Linked DNA regions of Mus musculus: region 1 is linked to region 2. A link is a contact called in public Hi-C data. All regions are on one chromosome and are shown on one strand. The core of a region is the stretch at or near the end of the contact, and the rest is flanking DNA. Distances in the headings are between cores, read along the strand shown.

Region 1 (4,342 bases), core at 1,146-3,645, 52 kb after region 2:
TTGTCACTGGAGATGTGCCTGTTTTTTCTCCTATTCGTTTGTGTGTGCATCTGTGTGTAGGTGTAAGACTGTGTTTGTGTGTGTGAATGTCTATGTTACCAGTGTATATGATAAGGGTATGTAGGTGTGCATGTACAGGTGTGTGTGGATATGAGTGGGTATATGTTTTGGTGTGTGTAGGTGTGAGTGTGTACATTGAATGTGTGAGGGCATGTAGGTGTGTGGTGCAAGTGTATGTGTGTGTACATTTGGTGTTTTGTTTTGTTGAGACAGGGTTTCTCTGTGTAGCTCTGGCTGTCCTGGAACTCACCCTGTAGACCAGGTTGGCCTCAAACTCAGACATCTGCCTCCCTAGTGCTGGGATTAAAGGCATACACCACCACAGACTGGTACAAGTGCATATATTTGTAAACATGCATGTCGATGTGTGTAGGTGTGTGTCTGTATTGTGAGGATGTATAGGAGAGTGTGTGTGGATGTATATATGTAGGTATGTGTGTAGGTGTAAATGTGTATAGTTCGAGTGTGTTTAGGTGTGGCTGTATGTTTCTGCACCTGTGTGCACAGGGCTGTGAGGCCAAGGTTCAGCCTTGGGCCTGGTTCTTTAAGCATAACTCACCTTGTGTTCTGAGAGGATCTCTCTGGCCTAGCTAATCAAGTAGTTTAAGCTAGCTGGCCAGAGAGTCCCAGGCAACCTCTTGCAAAAATGTTTTTTAAAGAGGCAGTTTTTCTTTGTCCCAGGCTAGCTCCCAAATGATAGAGATAGAGACTATAAGATTTATTTGATAAGCTTTATAACACAATAACTGGGTAGCTAATAATATATTCTAATACTCTAGAATACTCTGGCTACCTCCCAGCCTAAATCCCCATTTTAATATTGGTCTGCCTCTCTGGGCTTCGGGTGTTTCTCCATTTTGTCTCTCTGGACTCCTTACTCGTGACAAATCCTCTCTTCCTCTTCTCTCTCCCCTTCCTCTGGCTGGCAGCAGCCATATTCTTTCTTCTGCCAGGCATTGTCTGATCAGCTTTTATTGACAAGTCAGAACAATGTTTACACAATCTTGAAACAGGAAATACTTGGACTAAGACGACAATGCTCTGTCTGGATTGCAACGAGATATCAGGACAGAGAAACCAGCATTTGATTAATACAAGGATAATCTTTACACAGTGCACAATAACATTATGCCTACATCCTCCTGGCTCCATCTCCCTGGCACTGGGATTGCAACCACATCCAGATTTTATGTGGGTTGTGGGGATCTGACCTCAGGTCTTTGTTTGTGCAGCAAGCACTTTACTTACTAGACGTCCACCCGTCCTCCTGTATGTGTCGTAATGGACCTAATCCCAGAGCTGCCCACCTATGCTAGCTGGCTGGGCTCATCCCCCTGAGATCTGGAACCAAACCACCATCACTGCCACATTACCTTTGTTTCAAGGCCCTGTCTCTCCTTAGAGGAATTCTCCCATCTGAGCCTGTGTCTGGTGTGACTGATGTGTTGCAGGGTCTTGGGTGGGATCTCAGAGTTCTTGGGTTTGCGGAGGGCAAGCTGTTCTTCATGTTAAGGCTTGTGGCTTGGGCCCTTGGCAGGCTCTTGATACTTGACATAGAATCAGATACTTTTCCCTTCTGTTGCTAGGAAACTCATCTTTAAACAACCCAGTGGTCCAGGTGTGTTAATAAAAATGTATAGCAGGGACTGGGGAGATGCTTGGTGGTTAAAAGCACTTGCTGTCTACAGGGGACTTGTGTTTGGTTCTCCACATCCGTACCAGATGAGTGTTGTTATCCACTCCCAATTTTGCCACAGGGTGATTTGTGTCTGTGTGTATCTGTGTATATATGTTGTTTGTATTTGTGTGTGTGTTTGTGTGGTCTGTATGTATATGTGTATGTATACATGTGTTTGTATGTGTGATGTGCGTGTGTGTTTATACATGTTTATGTGTAGGGTGTGTGGTTTATGTGTGGTGAACAGTGTGGGTGAATGCATCTTTGGTCTGTAGTCTTTGACTCTGTGAGCATGTGTGTGTGCACATGTTTTGCTAATCTGTATTTCTTTCTGATTTGGGGACCTCCCTACTGCCCAGCCTCAGATGCTTCTCCTCCTACTCCCTGTACCTGCCTCGTTCTCATTTTCTTTCCCATCTGTACAGCCCACCTCCCTATTTTTCTTGCTTGTTTATCTGATCAGCATGCTTCCTTGTTGTCTGGTAACTTTTCTTAACTCAGGTCCAGTGCTCCCATCCCATCCCTGGGTCTTGCTGGGGCTCTGTCTGCTGAGCTGTGCAGGAGAAACCCCGCAGAGCCAGCCCTCTACCCTGTCAGCAGTGGTGATTCAGTGCTAAATTCTGCCTTGGAGAGAGAGGGACTTGGGGATGGATTGGGCACTGAGACAAGTGGTGGCTTTAATGAGCTTTTGCTGATTAGCTGGCTGTCTTCCATTCCTGAGAGGCCTGCAGTGTTCAGTCAGCAACTGGGTCTTGTGGACAGTCAGGGCTTTTTGCCTTTGTCTTGTGTGAGGTTTGGTGGGAAGTATCTTAACCATAGATTTGTTGGCTTTGGGGGCATTTATTGAAATTCTGAGGATTAAAACAAAAACATGCAGGATGGACATTTAAGAAATGTGAATGAAAAAAGGGAAAGAAAGAGAATTCTCTTTTTGGGATAATGGTGGCGCATGCCTTTACCCCCAGCATGCAGGAGGCAGAGGCAGACAGATCTCTGAGTTGGAGGCCAGCCTGGTCTATAGAGTGAGTTCCAGGACAATCAGGACTACACAGAGAAACCCTGCCTCATGAAAAGAAAGAAAAAAGGAAAAAAAAAAGAAAGAAAGAAGTATGGAATGAGGTTATGTATGTTCTGAGATGATGGAGTTCTTACTGTGATGTTCAGGGAAACAAATGATATAAACAGATGATGGGTGGATGTATGTATGTATGTGTGTGTGTATGTGCGTATGGATGGATGGATGGGTGGATGATGGATGGATGATTAATGAATGTATCCATGCATGGATGGGTGGGTGGGTGGGTAGGTGGGTGGATGGATGCATGGAATGGGTAGGTGGGTGGATGCATAGATGGATGGCAACAGATGGCAGATGGAGGATAGATGGATAATAGATGGATAGAAGATAGGTTGTTAGAAAGATAAATGATGGATATAGATGGTAACATATGAGATAGACAAAAGCAGGTAGTTGGGCAGGTGTGTATGTCTGCATGTGTGCACATGCATGTATGTGTTCACATGTGTCTCTGTGTGCATGCATTTGCGACACATGCAGTGTGCATACACATGTCTCTGTGTATATGTGGAGGCCAGCAGTTGATGCCCAATATTCCCCCCCCCAAGTGTCTGCACCTCTATTTTAATGAGACAAGGCCTCTCACAGAACCTAGCGCTCACTGGCCCACCAGCACTGGGGTCACAGGCACACACTGCCACACCTAGCTTTTTATGAGGGTGCTGGGGATCCAAACTCAGATCCCCAGGCCTGTGCAGCAAGCATTCTACCCACTGACCATCTCCCTAGCCCCTAGGTAAGTTATTAGATAAATAGATAAATGATTGAGTTGCAGATCTGATGATAGACACATGATTGATAGACTAATGGAACAGTAGGGCATTGCATAATAGATGACAGTCTGGTGACCTAGCATGGTCACATGGTCACCTCAGCTGGGACCACATGGCAGGAAGAGAACTGAATGCCCCATGTTATCCTCTGACCTACACATGCATGCACACACATGCATGTGCACACACTTATACACATGTATGCATGCACACACTAGTGCACACATACAAAGTGAATAAACAAATAGATAAGGTTTTTTGGGTTTTTTTTTTGGTTGTTTTTTTTTGTTTTTTTTTTTTTGTTTTTTGGTTTTTTTTTTGATTTTTTTTTTTTGTAAGACAAGACTACGTACAGACTTTAGCAGATAAGAGATAAAGCAGCCAGGCGTGGTGGCGCACGCCTTTGATCCTAGCATTCGGGAGGGAGAGGCAGGTGGATTTCTGAGTTCGAGGCCAGCCTGGTCTACAAAGTGAGTTCCAGGACAGCCAGGGCTATACAGAGAAACCCTGTCTCGAAAAACCAAAAGAAAAAAGAAACAACAACAACAACAACAAAAAAGAGATAAAGCAGTGTTTGGTAGTCACAGGCCTAGTGGCAAACCTCATATAGTAGATGGTCAGTGAAACAAGTAATTATGTATTTGTAATGTGGTAATACATTTGACAATCGATTATTCTAGAATACACTTCAGGAGATGGGTGCCATTCTCTGATGGAAATAGATCATCCAGAGTGCTGGGCTCAGTTTCAATG
Region 2 (4,617 bases), core at 874-3,373:
AGATGGTGTTGGATTGCCCAGAACTGGAGTTACAGCTGGTTGTAAGTCACCATGTGGGCGCTGGGAATCCAACTGGGGTCCTTTGGAAGAACAGCCTACATTCTACCTTCTAAGCCACCTTTCTAGCTCCCCAAACTATTTCTTGGTACATCTGCTTTAGAAGTTAAGTTTCACATCCTATAATCCTGAAGCTACTACGTGTATAGAGCCTGAAACACTGCCCATACAAAGCCTCAATCCACAAGCAGGCAAGTTCACATGCATATGGTGTCTCAGGCAATGCCGTACTGTGGCCCCAAAAGAAAGAACCCAGATGCCCATTAAAAATAAAAAGAAAGAAAGAAAGAAAAAAGAAAGTGGACAAGCAAATTGTAGACTTTTCTTTATAGAGTATTATACAGCAAAGAAAATGTGTCACCCACAGGTTCTGCAGAATGATGCTTATTATGAGATCAAAAGGAGCAAAGCATAACTCCTGCCGAGGAAGGCATGCCAAGGTCATAAATAAAGCTAAAAGAATTAGCAGAATGCTCAGGCAGAAGTTATACTGGCACTGGCCCCCGTGTAGGCCTGTAGGCGGGTTTCTGGGGAGCTGGCTTCCAGGAGGGTTCATTCGCAGCAATTCCTCAACTTGTTCATTTGTGATTTATGTAGTTTTCTCTGTGTTCATGGAGTTTCCAAATAGGAAGAAAAAAAAAAAAAGCAGGTGGGGTGATCCAAGTGCCTTATAGAGCAGGGGCCAAACCGAGCTAGGCCAGCAGCCCCCGCCTAACACCCTAGGTCTCAGTGAGTGGTCTGCTCCTGGGAGCTCACACGGGGGCTGCCACCAGGATCTCCTATACATTAGCTTGGATTGGCCCCCTGGGACCCACAGCCTTCCTAGAAGTGCCCCAAACCATTCTTCTAGCTCATAAAAACTGTCTTCTGCTCAACAGACCCACATTTGTTCAGCGTCGGCCACCCGCACCAAGTCTCCAGACCAAACCCTCTGGTCTTTTAAGTTTCTTCCTTCCTGTTGGGCACGCCTCGTTCTAGGCAGCGACGCGGACCTCGGGTGGCAAGCAAGGTCCCTTGTGCCGGAGGACTCTGTCCCGACTTCCCCCTGCGCGCCTGGCCGCGCCTGCTCTCGCGCTGGTGATTGGTTGCGCGTGTCGCCGGGTGGGTCTTGCTCTAGGGCGCAGGGCCGCGATCTAGCCCCGGCTCCCGGCCGGGCAGCTCCCTCCTCGCACCCCGCACCTCTTCTTTCAGCGGAGCTGGGGGGAAGGGAGGGAGGCACCCGGGGGTGGGATGCTGCCAGGCTCTGCCGCAGCCCGAACCTCTGCCGAGCGGCGCGCACCGCCCTCCCTCGCTCGTTCGCTCGCTCTCTCGCCTCCTTCCCCCCGTGGGGAATTTTCAAGACTGCGCTGCTGCAATTTCCCCCCGGCCGAGGCTGCGCCGCGCCTGGCTGCGCGCACACACGCTTCCGCGCGCAGAGGAGCCGGCGGCTGCTGAATCAGGAGGAAAACAGATCGGCTTTTTTTCAAAGCCGGGGACCAGCGGCTCCCTGAAGCCTCCGAGCCCCGCCGCGCCCCTGCGCCCCGCTCCTCCGCCCTCTGCTCTCCAGTCGGGTTGAATTTGGGGGAGGGGCTGCAGCGTTTTCAGGAATTTTCTATTCTTTCCAGGTCTAGGAAAGTCAGCAAAACAGACGGACAAATCCTTCGCTGCCACCCTCTTCCTATAGCAAAGACCTGGTTTTGTTTTTTTGTTATTTAATTCTTTTCTTTTTATTTTATTTTATTTTTTTACTAATGGGCCGAGCCCACGCCTTTAGCAAGATGCCAAGCTGACCCGGACCTCGGAGGAATTTGAAGCCAGTCTCTGCGTCCAAGGGAGGGGGGACGTCCTTCGTTTAGACTTCGCGTTTTAAAGGGGGTGTGCATTGGAGCGTTGCTTTAAAAAAAAAAAAAGCTGATCTTTTTACACTATTTTTTTTAACTGATTTTTTTTTAACTGAAAAAAATTTTTTTTCTTCTTCTCCGGAGTGGGTGGCCGGGGATCGCCTGGATCGCGTCCCCGGTTATTTTTGCCGCGCCCCTCCCCCGCGCCCCGCCCCCGCGCCCTCCCCCGCACCCCTCCTCCCGCCCGGGGTCACCGCCTCTGCCGGCATGTCCCGAGCCGCGCTCCCCGGCTCGGCCGGGCCGTCCCGCTCGTGAGCCCCCCGAGCTGAGGCCGGGCGCCGCCGCCCGATGGGCTGGGCCGTGGAGCGTCTCCGCAGTCGCAGGTGCAGCCGCCGTCCCCACAGCCCGGCCAGCCTGAGCAGCGGCGGCGGTGGTGGTGGTGGTGGTGGCGGTGGCCGTGGCTTCCGCAGCGCTCGCCGCAGCAACAGCAGCCGCCGCGTAACCCGAGGCCCTTTGCTCTTTGCAGAATGGCCCGCTTTGGAGACGAGATGCCGGGCCGCTACGGCGCAGGCGGAGGAGGCTCAGGGCCGGCCGCCGGGGTGGTCGTGGGCGCCGCGGGCGGCCGAGGAGCCGGGGGCAGCCGGCAGGGCGGGCAGCCCGGAGCGCAGAGGATGTACAAGCAGTCGATGGCGCAGAGAGCGCGGACCATGGCCCTCTACAACCCCATCCCTGTCCGCCAGAACTGCCTCACGGTCAACCGCTCCCTGTTCCTCTTCAGTGAAGACAACGTGGTGAGAAAATACGCCAAAAAGATCACTGAATGGCCATATCCTTTTGCCCCAGCCCGAGCGGCTGCGCCTCCCCTCCTCCTCTTCTTCCTCCTCTTCTTCTTCCTCCTCCTCCTCCTTTTCCTCCTCCTCTTTTTTCCTCTGCGGGGCTGGGAAAGAGACCTGGGGGCTGATGGGAGCTGGGGGGCTTCTCGGCGGATAGGGGCTGGAGATGGGGGCCCGGTAGCTGAGGGAGGCAGCCTCCAGGCCTGCTGGGCTGCCGCTGCAGAGTGAGCCTGCGAGTAGTTAGGAGGCTTGGGACTGGGGGAGTGAGTGGTTCCTTGTGAAGACCGAAGGTCTGGATCCTGGGTCGGGTCGCGCGGGGACACTGATGGGGGCTCTTCTGATGGGGTCTGACTTCTGATGGAGCCCTAGCTGGGCCAGTGCTTGGACGATTTGGGTTACAGGGTAAGAGAACCCATACATGTCTCCCTCAAATCCTTCGGAATAGTACCCCGATCTCTCAACCCTGGCCTTCCACCCAAGGTGGGATCCTCAGGCCTAGGGTATAGGATACCATGTGGCCTGGCCGTAGAGAAGCCATCCCTCAGTTAGTGGCTCTGGGTGGGCCACCAGCTGCATCTGGGGACTGGTTTTTTTTTTTTTAGTGGTTTGAGGGACACATCATCAGAAGCCCTGTGTGCAACTTCCATTCTCTCCTGTCACAGATCAGAACCCCTTCAGCGTTATTTTTTGGGGTGTAAAGAAACATAATGCCATCCATCTGGTGAGGCCCATGGCCTGGGAAGATTTGAGGTGTGTTGTTTCAGTATGAGGGAAGGCTGAAGGAAGGAAAAGAAGTGGGGACCCTTTGGAGGGCTTTTTGTGGGCTTGGGTTTAGCTTCTCATACACTGGGGACCTGGGTAGGAACACCAGGAGGGTCAGCCTCCATATAGACATCTTGGGCAGGTAGGCAATCCCCCTTCCATGAAAGACCCAGAGAAAAATGGCAAAAAGCCGTTTTTCCTCTGCGGAGACTGATTGCACACACAGTGCCCCTGATTCCATGAAGTCCTCATTTGCTTCCCATAAACCTGGAAGAGGACATGCTTAGCATCTGGGGAGATGCAGGCAGGCGCGGGTGGGTAGAGTTGAGGTTTCTCTGCCGTCTAAGCATGACCCAGATTCCTGGTGTGGGGGGGGGACACACCCTGCTCCCCAGGCTGGCTGGCCACCCTGCCATGCCCAAATGTGCCTCTTGGCTTTTCAGGCTCCAGTCTGTTGAGGGCCAGAATTATCTGGGCTGGTCAGGTCCTTAGAGTTTACAAGGGGTCCATAGCTCCTCTGTAATGGGTGGGGCCCTTCCGGCTCAGGCAGAGCTGGGCTCTCGGAGTTTCTGTTCCAAGAGCACAGAGGGCTGCATTCACTTCTGGGGGCTCCAGATGGTGGTTCCTGGGGCTGTGAAATCAAATCAAGAGAGCAGGAGGTTTCAGAGTACGGGGTTTACTTGGAGGCAGTGAAAATTAGGTGTCAAAGGCCTTTTTTTGAGGAATGTCTCCATAACCACAGTGTTATTGGTGCCAGGATTTTGCCCCTGAATTCCTCCTTGCAAAGGTGGGTCCTGAAGGCTGGCAGTGTGCACTCCCAGGCATTCCAACCCAGTAACATGTTCAGAGGATGTGTGACTTTAGTACACATTCTGGAAAGAGTCGCTGGGGCTTAGAGGATGACAGGGGGTACAAGCACAACTTCAGGTGGCGCTAGGGGCCGCCGTCTTGAGGGAGCAGTCACTGGCCTGATGGGGCTTTCTTGTTGAGATGACTTTCCCCCTCTCTGTAGCCTTAGAAGAGGAGGCAGAAGAGCTGGCGAGCCCCTCAATTGTCCTCAGCTCACCCCTGTCTCTCTTGGATGCTGCAGTTCTGAGAGATGTAGGTGGTGGACCCTCACAGAAGTTATGTTTGGGCTGAGCCCT

What was found. A called contact is a pair of places that touch in the nucleus more often than the background predicts.
Region 1: a Hi-C map of cortical neurons shows a contact between it and region 2, with 1.7 times the contacts expected there. The contact joins the enhancer-like site here to the promoter of Cacna1a in region 2. A contact is called at or near these places in 11 of 484 Hi-C or Micro-C datasets (the AML12 cell line, brain, cerebellar granule neurons and 6 more) and 8 of 115 datasets of contacts at active chromatin or transcription factors (bone marrow-derived macrophages, embryonic forebrain, embryonic hindbrain and 2 more).

What each region holds. Positions count from the first base shown.
Region 1 is chr8:84,464,751-84,469,092 of GRCm38.p6, forward strand. All of the region lies in intron 3 of Cacna1a (calcium channel, voltage-dependent, P/Q type, alpha 1A subunit), which reads left to right. Among named protein-coding and RNA genes, the nearest start is that of Cacna1a, 52 kb to the left of the region's middle. Within about 2 kb of position 2,396, at least 10 of the 459 cell types and tissues checked have an H3K27ac peak or open chromatin away from gene starts, as enhancers often do. A contact at or near this core is called in cerebellum and cortical neurons, where this site is marked.
Region 2 is chr8:84,413,241-84,417,857 of GRCm38.p6, forward strand. It overlaps Cacna1a (calcium channel, voltage-dependent, P/Q type, alpha 1A subunit), which reads left to right and starts at 2,124. Exons shown (of 47, transcript NM_007578.3): 1 at 2,124-2,703. The coding sequence starts at 2,405.